Regions from separate parts of the Mus musculus genome. Here region 1 is linked to region 2. A link is a contact called in public HiChIP or PLAC-seq data. All regions are on one chromosome and are shown on one strand. The core of a region is the stretch at or near the end of the contact, and the rest is flanking DNA. Distances in the headings are between cores, read along the strand shown. Region 1 holds the start of Tmem179 (transmembrane protein 179). Region 2 overlaps Kif26a (kinesin family member 26A).

Region 1 (5,607 bases), core at 1,694-4,193, 350 kb before region 2:
GCAATAGCTTTCAGATATGCCTGCACACAGAACGCAGGCTTTATCCCTTTGCTTGTTGATAAATCTCCTGTAGCTTAGCTCTTCTTGCCTTTGTAGGGTAAATTTTTACTTATCCATATTTTCTTACTAGTTCGCTGATTGTATTCAATTCACTGTTTTTTTTAAACTTGGCATTAATATTTGTAAATGCAATTTTCTATTATTTTATTTCCCACACAGTTCTGATGGGGTTTTTCCATGAATGCAATATTGGCTTTAAAAATGAAACATGAGAGTCAGGCGTCGTGGTGCATGAATTTAATAGCAGCACTCAGGATGCAGAGGCAAGAGAATCTCTACGAGTTCAAGATCAGCCTTGTCTACTTAGTGAATTTCAGGCCGTCCAAGGAAACATAAAGAGACACCCCCCCCCAGACACACAGACACACACACACACACACACACACACACACACACACACAGACACAGACACAGACACAGACACAGACACAGACACACACACACACATACATACACACACACACACACACACACACACAAGAATTGTGACGTTTTCCATAGTTTCTATAGATTGAAATTATTTCAGTAATAAAATGGCTAATTTTATGGGCTAAATTAGTTAGACAAGGTGCCCAGACATGTTGCTGAACATCATTCTGGAAGTTTTCTTGGGAATATATCCTGGATAAAGTTGACATTTGAATCAGTTGAGTAAAGCTGGTTTTCCTCCATGCTGCGAGAGACCCTCATCCCATCTGTTAAAGCTCTGTATAGAACAAACCTCCTCTACTTAGAGCAAGAGGGACTTCCACATCAGAATAACCCTGAGCTTGAACCAAAGCATCAGATCGTATCTCCGGATCCGGTTTCACAGCCAGCCCTGGAATTGTGAGCTTTCCAGTTTCCACAGCATGTGAAATAATCCTGTTGGTTCTGTTTCTCTGAGGAATCTGGACTAATACAAATACCAAGAGAATCTCTGATTTTCGTAATTAAAATTCTATTATTTTATTTTAACTGTATGGGCATTTTGCCTGCACCCATGTGCCACGCTTGCATGCCTGGTGCTGGCAGAAGTCAGAAGATGGCACCTGATCTTCTGGAACTGGAGTGAAAGATGACTGTGCTCCACCATGTGGGTGCTGGGAATTGAACCTTGGTCTTCTAGAAGGGCAGCCAGTGTCTGAACCACTTCTCCAGCCCCTGATTATTTTTTAAGGTTAAGTGGAACTCATAAATTAGGGTACCAGAGTCCCTTTTTAGTCATCCCTCTGATGCAATCTGTTTCCTTCTCAATTGTCAGGGTCAATTTTGTTTGTTTGTTGTTTTTTGGTCAAAATTTTCCAGTGCTGATGAATGGTTAGGATTTGTGTTTGGGATGGGGCAGGCTGAGCTTCCTAAACAATCCCCCCTGGTTTGGGTTGGGGAGTCTTGGCAGTGGAAGAAACCCTGGGTGGATTCTCTGAGAAAAGAGTAGCTGCTGCAGACCTTATCCTGTTCCTTCATATAACGTACTCAAGAGATTGCAAAATGAATGCTCTATGTGCAGAGGCGGATAACAAATGGTAATGACTATGAGCAGATTTTGACCTCCCAGTGATAAGCAGAAGACAAGTCACAAATCAATGAGCTGTCTTTCCGTGTGTAAAAACCAACCAGATTGAAAGCCCTGCTCAGGAGAAGGGTCTGCAGAGTTGATGTGTGGACTATCTTCACGATATTGCCAGAGACCAGTTTGGCGACTCCTGCCAACACCACTTGAAGTGTTCGTACCTCATGACCCAGTCATTCTTCTCCTAAGACTTTCATAGAGACTCATGTGCTGCCTGCACAGCTGGCACAGCCGCAGAAAAAGACACCAGGATGTCACACAGCAGAGCCGGAAACAACAGACACTGGAGACGCTCAATGTCCCCCCAGAGAGGGATAGTCACACACAACAGTCAATGTTACGGAATGTTACACAATAACTAGAAAGAAGACCACGGGCTTGCTTGTGCAGACAGGGAATAATGCATACTGTTGGATGACTGAATTGCCTGTAGACACAGGCATAGTATGAAACATTTTTGAAAATTGTGTGTGCGTGGTGCAAAATGTCTGGATGGGTAGACATCAGGTTGTCACGAGTAGTAACGATGTGCCGGAGTGGAGGGAAGAGGAAGAAACTTGGTGTCTTTGTATCACACATATTCCTCATTGTAATTAAAAAAAAAAACAAGCCCATATTACTTTGGCAATAAAACAAAAGGAATTTTTAGTGCCTGAAGCCAAAAATAATGCTGATGTAATCTATATCCAGAAGGATGTCTCTAGGGCTTACTCATCTGGGAATTGGACTAACGGTTACTTGGTATTAAGGGAAACTAGAAAAGTCATTAATTCTATTAATTAATGCACCACCAGCTCCATCACAGCAAAGAGGTCTTAATGAGGTGCCCAGGGCAACCATTATTTATCTTACAAACGCGGAGTGGAGGGCTCTACTGTGGGGCTGAGGGCATGGTTCTCGGAGCACAAACAGATCACGAGTCTGCTCCCGCCTAGGAATACTTGAACCCTTCCTCTTTTCTATCCTCACACCTACCGACCCGACTCTCTGCCTCCCTCCTCCATTCGCTTTAAAGACAAAGGCCCTGGCAAAGGAGTCTGAACTGCACATAGGACTCCATCCTTCTCCTCCTTAGCCTTTCGCTGCTGGTACCCTTCCTGACAGAGTCGGGTTTCCCCAAGCTGACTTAGTAATGCTCACGACCCCTGCCAGGTTTCCATGGCACGTCTCCACCAATGCAGTCTGTCTAGTGTAGTGCTCTGTCTACCTATCCTGCAGCCGCGGGAACTGTCCGCGGTACTGACCGCAGGCGCGCCCCACGCTCGGCCTGTGCGCACGCGTCTGCGCGCAACGCGAGAGACCCGCGGGCGCCGTCATTGCGCAGCCTCCCACGCGGCTCGGGACCGGCCTGCGCGGCGCCGGAGACTCGCGGCCCGGCTTCTGGAGCGATCGCGTCCCTGTCCGGTGGCCTCGCCAGCGGCTCCTCTCATCCTGGCACCACCATGGCGCTCAACAATTTCCTCTTCGCGCAGTGCGTCTGTTACTTTCTGGCCTTCTTGTTCAGCTTCGTGGTGGTGGTGCCATTGTCCGAGAACGGCCACGACTTTCGTGGCCGCTGCCTACTCTTTACCGAGGGTATGTGGCTGAGTGCCAACCTGACGATGCAGGGGCGGGAGCGCTTCACTGTGCAGGAGTGGGGCCCACCGGCTGCCTGCCGCTTCAGCCTGCTCGCCAGCCTCCTGTCACTGCTGCTGGCTGCTGCGCACGCATGGCGCACGCTCTTCTTCCTCTGCAAGGGACACGAGGGGTAAGTTTAGGCCTTTCAGCAGCCCAGCGCAAACTGATGCAACACTCACACGGTTCCTGGCACCTATCAGGCTCTCCTCTCCGGGGCCATGAGCCCCTCCACCTCTCTTGCTGCAGAGGCCTGCAAGTGTCAACACTTTCAGCCTCATTATTTTAAGCAGACTGCCCTTTGTTTACACACAGGCCCAGCGGCTATGAGGCTGTCTGTCCGACCCACATGATCTCTTTCTATTCCCAAGGGATGCATCACTCCGAATTCTCAGTCCTGACCCCTTGGAGCACAGATGTTGCACTGTCATGGCTGCATGTCTGGGCTCTCTTGTTAAGCTAGGCCACACTCCTCGGGACCTGGGACCATTTGCAGTAGTCTTGGGCCTGCACCCCTTTCCTGTGAGTGGGGGAAGGGACTACACTTTGGAAAGAGCGGGTAGTCTTCTATTTTTGCTACTCCTCTTGGGAAAAGATGGCAGAGGATGTCTGTAGAGCTCCTTAAGCTCCCCTTAAGCTGGAGGCATGTACAGTGTGTGTGTGTGTGTGTGTGTGTGTGTGTGTGTGTGTGTGTGTGTGTGTATGTGTGTCTCTCTGTGTGTACTCTGTGTGTGCCTTTATGTGTGTGTGTACTCTGTGTGTATACTGTGCATGTGTCTATATGTCTGTCTGTGTGTGTGTGTGTGTGTGTGTGTGTGGTGGGTGAGTAGGATCTCCTTTGTGTTCCCTGTACCTCCCGAGTTTCTTCACCCTTTTTTTCTTTGTCACCTGTCTGAAGCCAGTAGAATGTGGTCACTTGGTGTCCTCAGCCAACAACAATCAAGAGCCCACCCTCTCCCTGGCTGAGGCTTCCTGGGTCCTGGAATACCAATGCTCCTGCAATAGAGAGTGAATTCCCACGTCCAGCCCTCCCCATCCATGTTTTTAGTTGCTCCCTTGCAAGGAGGTGGGTGACAAGCACGGGTCTCTGAGAACACAAGGATGTAGGAGGCTGGGTGAAGGGGGTTCTTGCTAGTACCACAGATGAAGAACATGAAACAGTTAACGCTCTCACCACAGTAGAGGCCGAGAGTCCAGAATCGAAGTGTCCTTAGAGTTAGAACTAGAGAAGCTCTTTCCTACGCGTCTATTCCTGCTGGCTCTAGCCTCCTGTGTGTTCCAGCCTCTGCCCCTGTTCTTGAATATCCTCTTGCCAGTCTCTGATACTGCTTTTCCTGAGAGAAGATCAAGCAACCATATCCACAGGTAGCAAGGTTAGGACTTGGAAGAGATGCAGTTCAACTCACTATGGTCAGGTTTTGATGGGAGTCTGTTGGAAGCCAGGAGTGGTCCTAAGAGCCTCCAGGTAATGTGGACCAAACTTGGCTGGGAGGATGAGACTCTTCCGTAGGACAGAGTCTTGTCCCTCCTGAGGAGCATTCCTTGACACCAGTCTTTCATTGTTCATATGAATTTGAGAGCTTTTGTCCACAAACTGGGAGTCACCTCACTGTGTGCAGATTGAGGCAGGAGGGAGCACCCTGAGACAGGTGACATGGCGGTGGTCAGTGGGAAGATAGCCTGATCTGACTCCTCTGGCCTTCGGGGCTTTCCTGTAGGAGAGGCAGCCTCATGGCGGACATGGTCTAGCCAGGTTGACCCAAGGGAAGTTCCCTAGGGAGGACCCATGTGTGTGGTCCGTGTATGGGACCACCAGAGGCTGGGGCACCAGGGGCCATGAAGAGCCCCTGCGCTTGCAGGTGGGGATCTTGTTTACACAGGGATGACTGTTCTGCACGAGTCAGGCTACAGACCCAGGCCGTACCAGCATCACGAGGCCTGCAGTTTCCAGCTACCCAGGGCTCCTTTGGGTGTTTGCCCTCCGGCGGAATGGTCCAGGCTGATTGTCTGCTATGCTAAATGGGCTCTGGCTGCCAAGGCATAGAGGTGCAGAGAGAACGATGCCTTCTATCACATACTCAGCCAAGACCTGTGGCAGGATTTAGGGGACTGTAGGTGACTTGACACATCATAACACTTGGAGGAGATCTAGCATAGTCTTGAGTCCACACTAGAGGCCAGGTCTGGGCACCGTCTCTTGTGGACCAACTGGAGTCTCTGAACCTGTGATCCAGTTCTTGATGCTCCACTGTTTCTAACCGTGAATGGCCTCTGCTCAGGCTTCTATAGACTAGCATGTGACTTTGTCTAGCTTCATCTTCTCCAGGGTCCTGCTTGGCTACCAGGCATTATTGGCAAGGGCCAGGTGGCTGCCTGGCTGC
Region 2 (5,289 bases), core at 2,413-4,912:
CGTGTGCTGCAGACTGGGCAAAGTAGGGAGTGGGGGTCTCCTGCCCAGGAAGACCCTGGGCCCCAGAGCCCGGGGTCTCTGCCAATGGTGGCACCTGCACCCTGGGCTGCACTAAGTATTTGCCTAATACCTGCCTGAGCCTGCACTTTAAGGCTCAAACGAGTCTTGTGAGAAAGTGGGGCAGTCGCTCAGCTCCTTCGCAGAAGTAACATACGGCAAACCACGGGCAAGAGAGGTGGACACTTACCTACCACTGTGTATACTGAGAATTGTGAAGTCAAGGCTTCAAGGGTCCCCAACTACTCTTGTGGGGGTCACGGGCATGGACAGTGGCCGGGAAAGGCCACAGCAGACAGAGCCTGCACCAGCTCAGGGCTCTTAGTGCCTCCCAACTCCCTATCTGGGCTCCCGCGCCAGATCCCACCCTCACAGCCTCCGGAGGAAAAAAAAAGTCCCAGTCCTGCCTCCGAAAGCAGTCTTATTTCCAAGTACGATCAGGGCAGAGGAATCACGACCCCCTTGCCTGGCACTGCCCAGGGCTGAGGCCTAATATAAGATCTATGCCTTCCCAGCTGGGCAGGAAAAAAAAAAGACTTCCTGGAGTAGGGTTTTTTGTTTGTTTGGTTTTTTTGTTTTGTTTTTGTTTTGTTTTGTTTTGTTTTTTTGCCTATAAGTGGGTGCAAAGAAAACCTGTTCCTAGGGTTTGGAGACAGTACATGAGGGCTGCCAAATATTCTCCAGGGCTAGAGGGTGTGGTGAGAGCCTCCCCGCCCCTCAAGATGTCTACACTGGTCAGCAGTCAGCAGAAGGCCAAGGCACATCCACTCTGAACCAGCTCTTTACAGCTATGTCTGGCCTCCAGGCCTTCCCATAGGTCAGGCAGGGCCAGGGTGCAACCTTTAAAGAAGGCTAGGGGGGACACCCATACCTCGAGGTATATAGAGGCCAGCAGAGGCCAGACAGCTGGAACAAGACGGTGGCTAGGAATAAGGCTGGCTTTGCTGGGTAAGCCACTGGGTCTACAGAGAACCCTGCCCTTGGTGGCCTCCTCAGAAGCCAGAGAGGACAGTACAGGCATCAGCTGACCTGGGCACCTCCTGCAGCAGCCAGCTCTTGGGTCTGACCTGACTTGCAGTAGCAGGGGAGTGACAGCCAGCAGCTGCTGGAACAGGCAGGGACTTTAGGAAGTCCCAGAGGTCAGGACCGACCCTGAGGACCCCAGTTTGTTAAAGATACAAACCTGGGTTCTAAGCAGCAAGAACATAAAAAACACTATAGTCTCCCCAAGGCTAGGAAAAAATAGGGTATCACGTGCAGGGCCACTAAGACCACCATGCTGTTAGGAAGTGGCAGCCCTGGGGCCCTGGGGTAGGCAGGGAGGAGTGAGCAGATGTGAGCAGTCTCGAAAAGAAAAAAGGCAAGAGCTTCCAAACAGCTCGCACCCTCAAAGGACACCACCTCCAGGAAGCCTGTCCTGATGCCCCGATGCAGACCCCAGCCCTAAGCTTCCTAGTCTATAGAACCACTCTTGCCAGAGACTTCCTGAGCTCACAGGGAGCCTGGCACACACCTTTGCTGAGGACGTGAGTGGCCCAGTTTGTGAACACCAGCCTGAACAGCAAGCAAATCCAAGATCCATCACTTCTCTGGTCACTGACTCGTGAAAACAGAGAGAAGAAAAACAAAACAACAACAAAAACCAAAACCAAAATCAAAACCAAAACTCGTCTCATAAAAAAAAAAAAAAAAAACTTACCTCTTTCCAAGAGGAAGGTACTTTAGAGGCAACTGGGCTTAGCACTGAGATCTCTAGGTATCTGAAAGGCAGCCTGCTCCCTTGGAGCGACCAGCTGCTGCCAGTCCAAAACTTCCCTAAGCTGAGGGGTTGGGGGACACAACAAGGCCACACACCTAGCCTCCTTCACTACCTCGGACCTGCCATCTGCAGGATCCGCCTCATGAGGGCCTAAAGTGCTTACTGGGAGCTCCTCATGGGTCAAACAGCTAAAGGAACTCAAGACCTGACTAAAGAAAACTGCCACCAAAGCAGCTGTCTCTCCACAACCTACCCCAGCAGATGTTCTCAAGATAGCCAGATTCTGGGTGCCAGAGTATCTCATATTTACCAAGGGCAGTAGGACAGCTAGGCAGGTGGGCTGTGCTAATTAATGGGAGCATCAGAGAGAGGGGAGGCTGCAAGTTGCACAGCAGTTAGAGGGTTTAGGACATGGGTATCAGGGTCACGGTAGTCCCTATGGAGTGTGGCCTCAAATTTCTGACTGGGCAGGTATTGTCTAGTCAGTGCTTAACTGCAGGTCCAGAGGAGCGGATGTTACTCCACCCCTCCCCCAACTCCCAGGCTCCCGGGTACCCTTAGGACTACAGTGTTCTTCATGTGGGCATGGCCCACTGAAGTGGGTGAGGATGGCTTGAGTTGCTTGTTCAGCCTGGAAAGAGCAGTCAGGCCAAGTGCAGAGCCCCCGCTCAGGACTGTAAGATTGGAGAACCTGAACCTCCGAGCTCACCCTGCTTTCTGGGCACAGCATAGATGCCCCTGCCACCTCATCTCCTCAGCCCCTGAAGCCCTCCCGGAGGGCAGGCAACTCTCTGACCTGGCCTTCATCCAAGGGCCACCTTCACAGATTCCAGACACACACACACACCTATACACCATTGTGCAAAACCCCCAAGGGATAGGCGAGGGTCACTCCTACTGTCCAGGATCAGAGCGTGAACACAGCACCTGCTCAGTAGGAGCTGTGGGGTGGGGCGGAGGTCTACTGCCTCCTGGTGCACTCTGGGCAATCCCCTCTCCAACTCTATGCCTCGCCCTTATCCACAAAGCCAGGTAGTGGTTACAAAGTTTCAAAGCTCATTGGGGCGAGCCTCCCAGTAGCAATCTCAGCCCTGCTGGATACCACCTGCAGAAGCACCTACTCTAAACCCGACCCTTGAGAGGCCACACATCACAGGTCAGGAAGCCACTGATAGTCACAGTGACTCCCACCCACCCCCCACCCCTACCCCACACGTGTGCGTGCATGCGTGCCTTGGGAAACCTGCCTCCAGCCCCCACCCAAGTCCACTTGTTTCTTTGTTTCTATGGTAACTTTCCAAGGTCAGGGTGTTGCTCAGGCAGAGGAACCTCCACAGCCTGGGATGAGACAAAAGGCAGTCAGCAGCTGCTGCCTGCAGCCGGGCAGGGTGGCTAATGAGCCAGTGAGAGGGGGCCACACATACCACACACGCTGTGTCAAGACCTTCCTCAGGCACCTCAGAATCAGGGTGCCAGGTGGTACCCAGACTCAGGACCTACAACCATGTAAACACTTTTCAATAGATTTGAGCATTTCAAAACCTCCTACCTAGTACCAAGCCAGGAGTGTAGCTACACACCGGCCACCAAATCCTCAAAGCAAAGGCCCTTGAAATCAGGACTGAGCAGGATAAGGACATGGCCAGATATCAGCCCCTCGTGCCCAGCCCCCTAGACCCTACCCTGACTGCTGCTGGCACAGGGAGGTTCCCAGACAGGCTGTCCCCATCTAGGCAGCTTGTCTGCATCTGGCTGGGTTGGTTGCTGAGGCCACATCAGTCACAGGAGGTCGTGCGCACTGCACTGTAGCATTCATCAGCCAGCCCTGACAATGCCCTAATCACATGCCCCGTCACGCCCCCCATCAGGCCCTCAAGTCCCCCCGGACCAGGGCTGATAAGACAGCCTCTGCACACTGCCCAGCGTGATACAGACAAGCTTATCAGCGCCCATTCGGGCTGCTAATGGGACAGTGACCCCCAGCTGGCTGCCATTACCTCTCATTATGGCGATTACATCCTGTAATCCCTGTTCCCTCAGGCTGTGGATGAGGGTAGGACTCCAGCCTTGGGTCTGCAGAACCAGAGGCTTTGCCTTGGAGCCAGGGAAACTCTCTCCAACCCATGCACTGGCCAGGCTCCCCCACCCACCCGCTGGCCAAACTCAGGAAGAGGGGGTCCTGTTCTCACCCTGAAGTACTTCTTTCCCTCTGGCCAGACGACCACAACCACACCATCTTACAACCTCAAGACAGGCATCCGGGAGGGGAGGAGTCAAACCCCAGCCTCTTCACATCTATGCACCCAAACTGTGGGCCCTAGACAGGTACCCTTGAAAAGTGTCCCAGGAGGCCAGCCGGGATTCTCGAAGCTCCCACTCTTCCATCAACTGAGCCACAGTTCTTTCTCCCAAGAACAGACAGATCAAGGCCTCCATTCTCCAACAACATGCTGCAGCTTGTGTGACCCCAGAGGACCTACCTTATAAAGAAAGAGGCCGCTGCAGACGGGCCTGTGGAACCCCCTGCTGAGGTGCCTGGGGCTGGGGTAACCAGGGCTGTAGTGCATGCTGCCCCTCGGCCCCACGCCTTCGACATACGTTCAGGGCCTGCTGCTGGAGCACAGTCTCGGACAGTGTCGGCCACAGCCACCGCAGCTACAGCTGCCTCAGCCTGGAGGAAGGAGAAATCCGCGTGAGGAACAGGCAGGTGACAGACCCATCACCCCAGGCTGAGTACCCTCACTTGCAAAATCCTGCCTATGTGACTGGAAATCACAGCCTAGAGACCTGGAGCCTGCACTAAAGGCCTAGCCTCCAAGGCAATCTACCAGGACTCCTGTCCCCAGCTCAGGGCATGTGACAGGTCTACCCCAGCCACGGAGGAAAATGCAGACCCCACCTGGGGCTGACTCTACAGCTTTTCTCAAGTCCTGGAGTGACCGCAGAGGTCAGGCAGACAGACCTCTTCTGGCCCTCATCCCTGGGCCATCTGGGAGCACCCAAAGGTACAATTACGCAAGGCACCACAATAAATATTTGGCATGAGAGCTAATTGTCCCCCCATATGATAACGTATGACACTCCACTATCTGAAATACAACTCTGGCATTTCCAACTAATTAGCTAAAATAAATTCTAGAGAGGGAGAGGCCTCAGCACGGTGCACAGATATAATTAAATGTCCCCAGGACAGCTTTCACATGCTGTTTACTAGCCCCTCGGGCTCTGGGAGCAGAGGGGACTCAAGCCCTAGCAGGAAAGGACAGGCAGCTGGTCTCTTCCAGAAAGCCCCAGGCCCCTAGAGCTCCAAAATACCCTCTCCACTTTGACAATATGGCCTGTGTCCCAGATGACAGAAGCCTGGGATCCCCAGGCTGAGAGGGCACAGGTGACCCTGGGATGAGCTCAGATATTACCAGGGTCTCTCAACGGATGCAGCCCTGAGACCAGGTGTGGTACCTCTGTAGAACGAG

The links. HiChIP or PLAC-seq counts read pairs in DNA pulled down with a chosen protein or histone mark.
Region 1: an H3K4me3 HiChIP or PLAC-seq map of embryonic forebrain shows a contact between it and region 2, with 4 times the contacts expected there. The contact joins the promoter of Tmem179 here to the enhancer-like site in region 2. A contact is called at or near these places in 2 of 39 promoter capture datasets (HPC-7-derived erythroid cells and embryonic stem cells), 1 of 484 Hi-C or Micro-C datasets (embryonic fibroblasts), 13 of 115 datasets of contacts at active chromatin or transcription factors (SST interneurons, embryonic basal ganglia, embryonic forebrain and 8 more) and 3 of 9 other capture datasets (adipose tissue, embryonic stem cells and liver).

Annotation. Positions count from the first base shown.
Region 1 is chr12:112,508,496-112,514,102 of GRCm38.p6, reverse strand. Tmem179 (transmembrane protein 179) reads left to right here and starts at 2,943. Exons shown (of 4, transcript NM_178915.3): 1 at 2,943-3,359. The coding sequence starts at 3,055.
Region 2 is chr12:112,162,549-112,167,837 of GRCm38.p6, reverse strand. It overlaps Kif26a (kinesin family member 26A), which reads right to left. Exons shown (of 16, transcript NM_001097621.1): 4 at 4,297-4,487. Among named protein-coding and RNA genes, the nearest start is that of Kif26a, 19 kb to the right of the region's middle. Within about 2 kb of position 3,662, at least 45 of the 459 cell types and tissues checked have an H3K27ac peak or open chromatin away from gene starts, as enhancers often do. A contact at or near this core is called in embryonic forebrain, embryonic stem cells and neural stem cells, where this site is marked.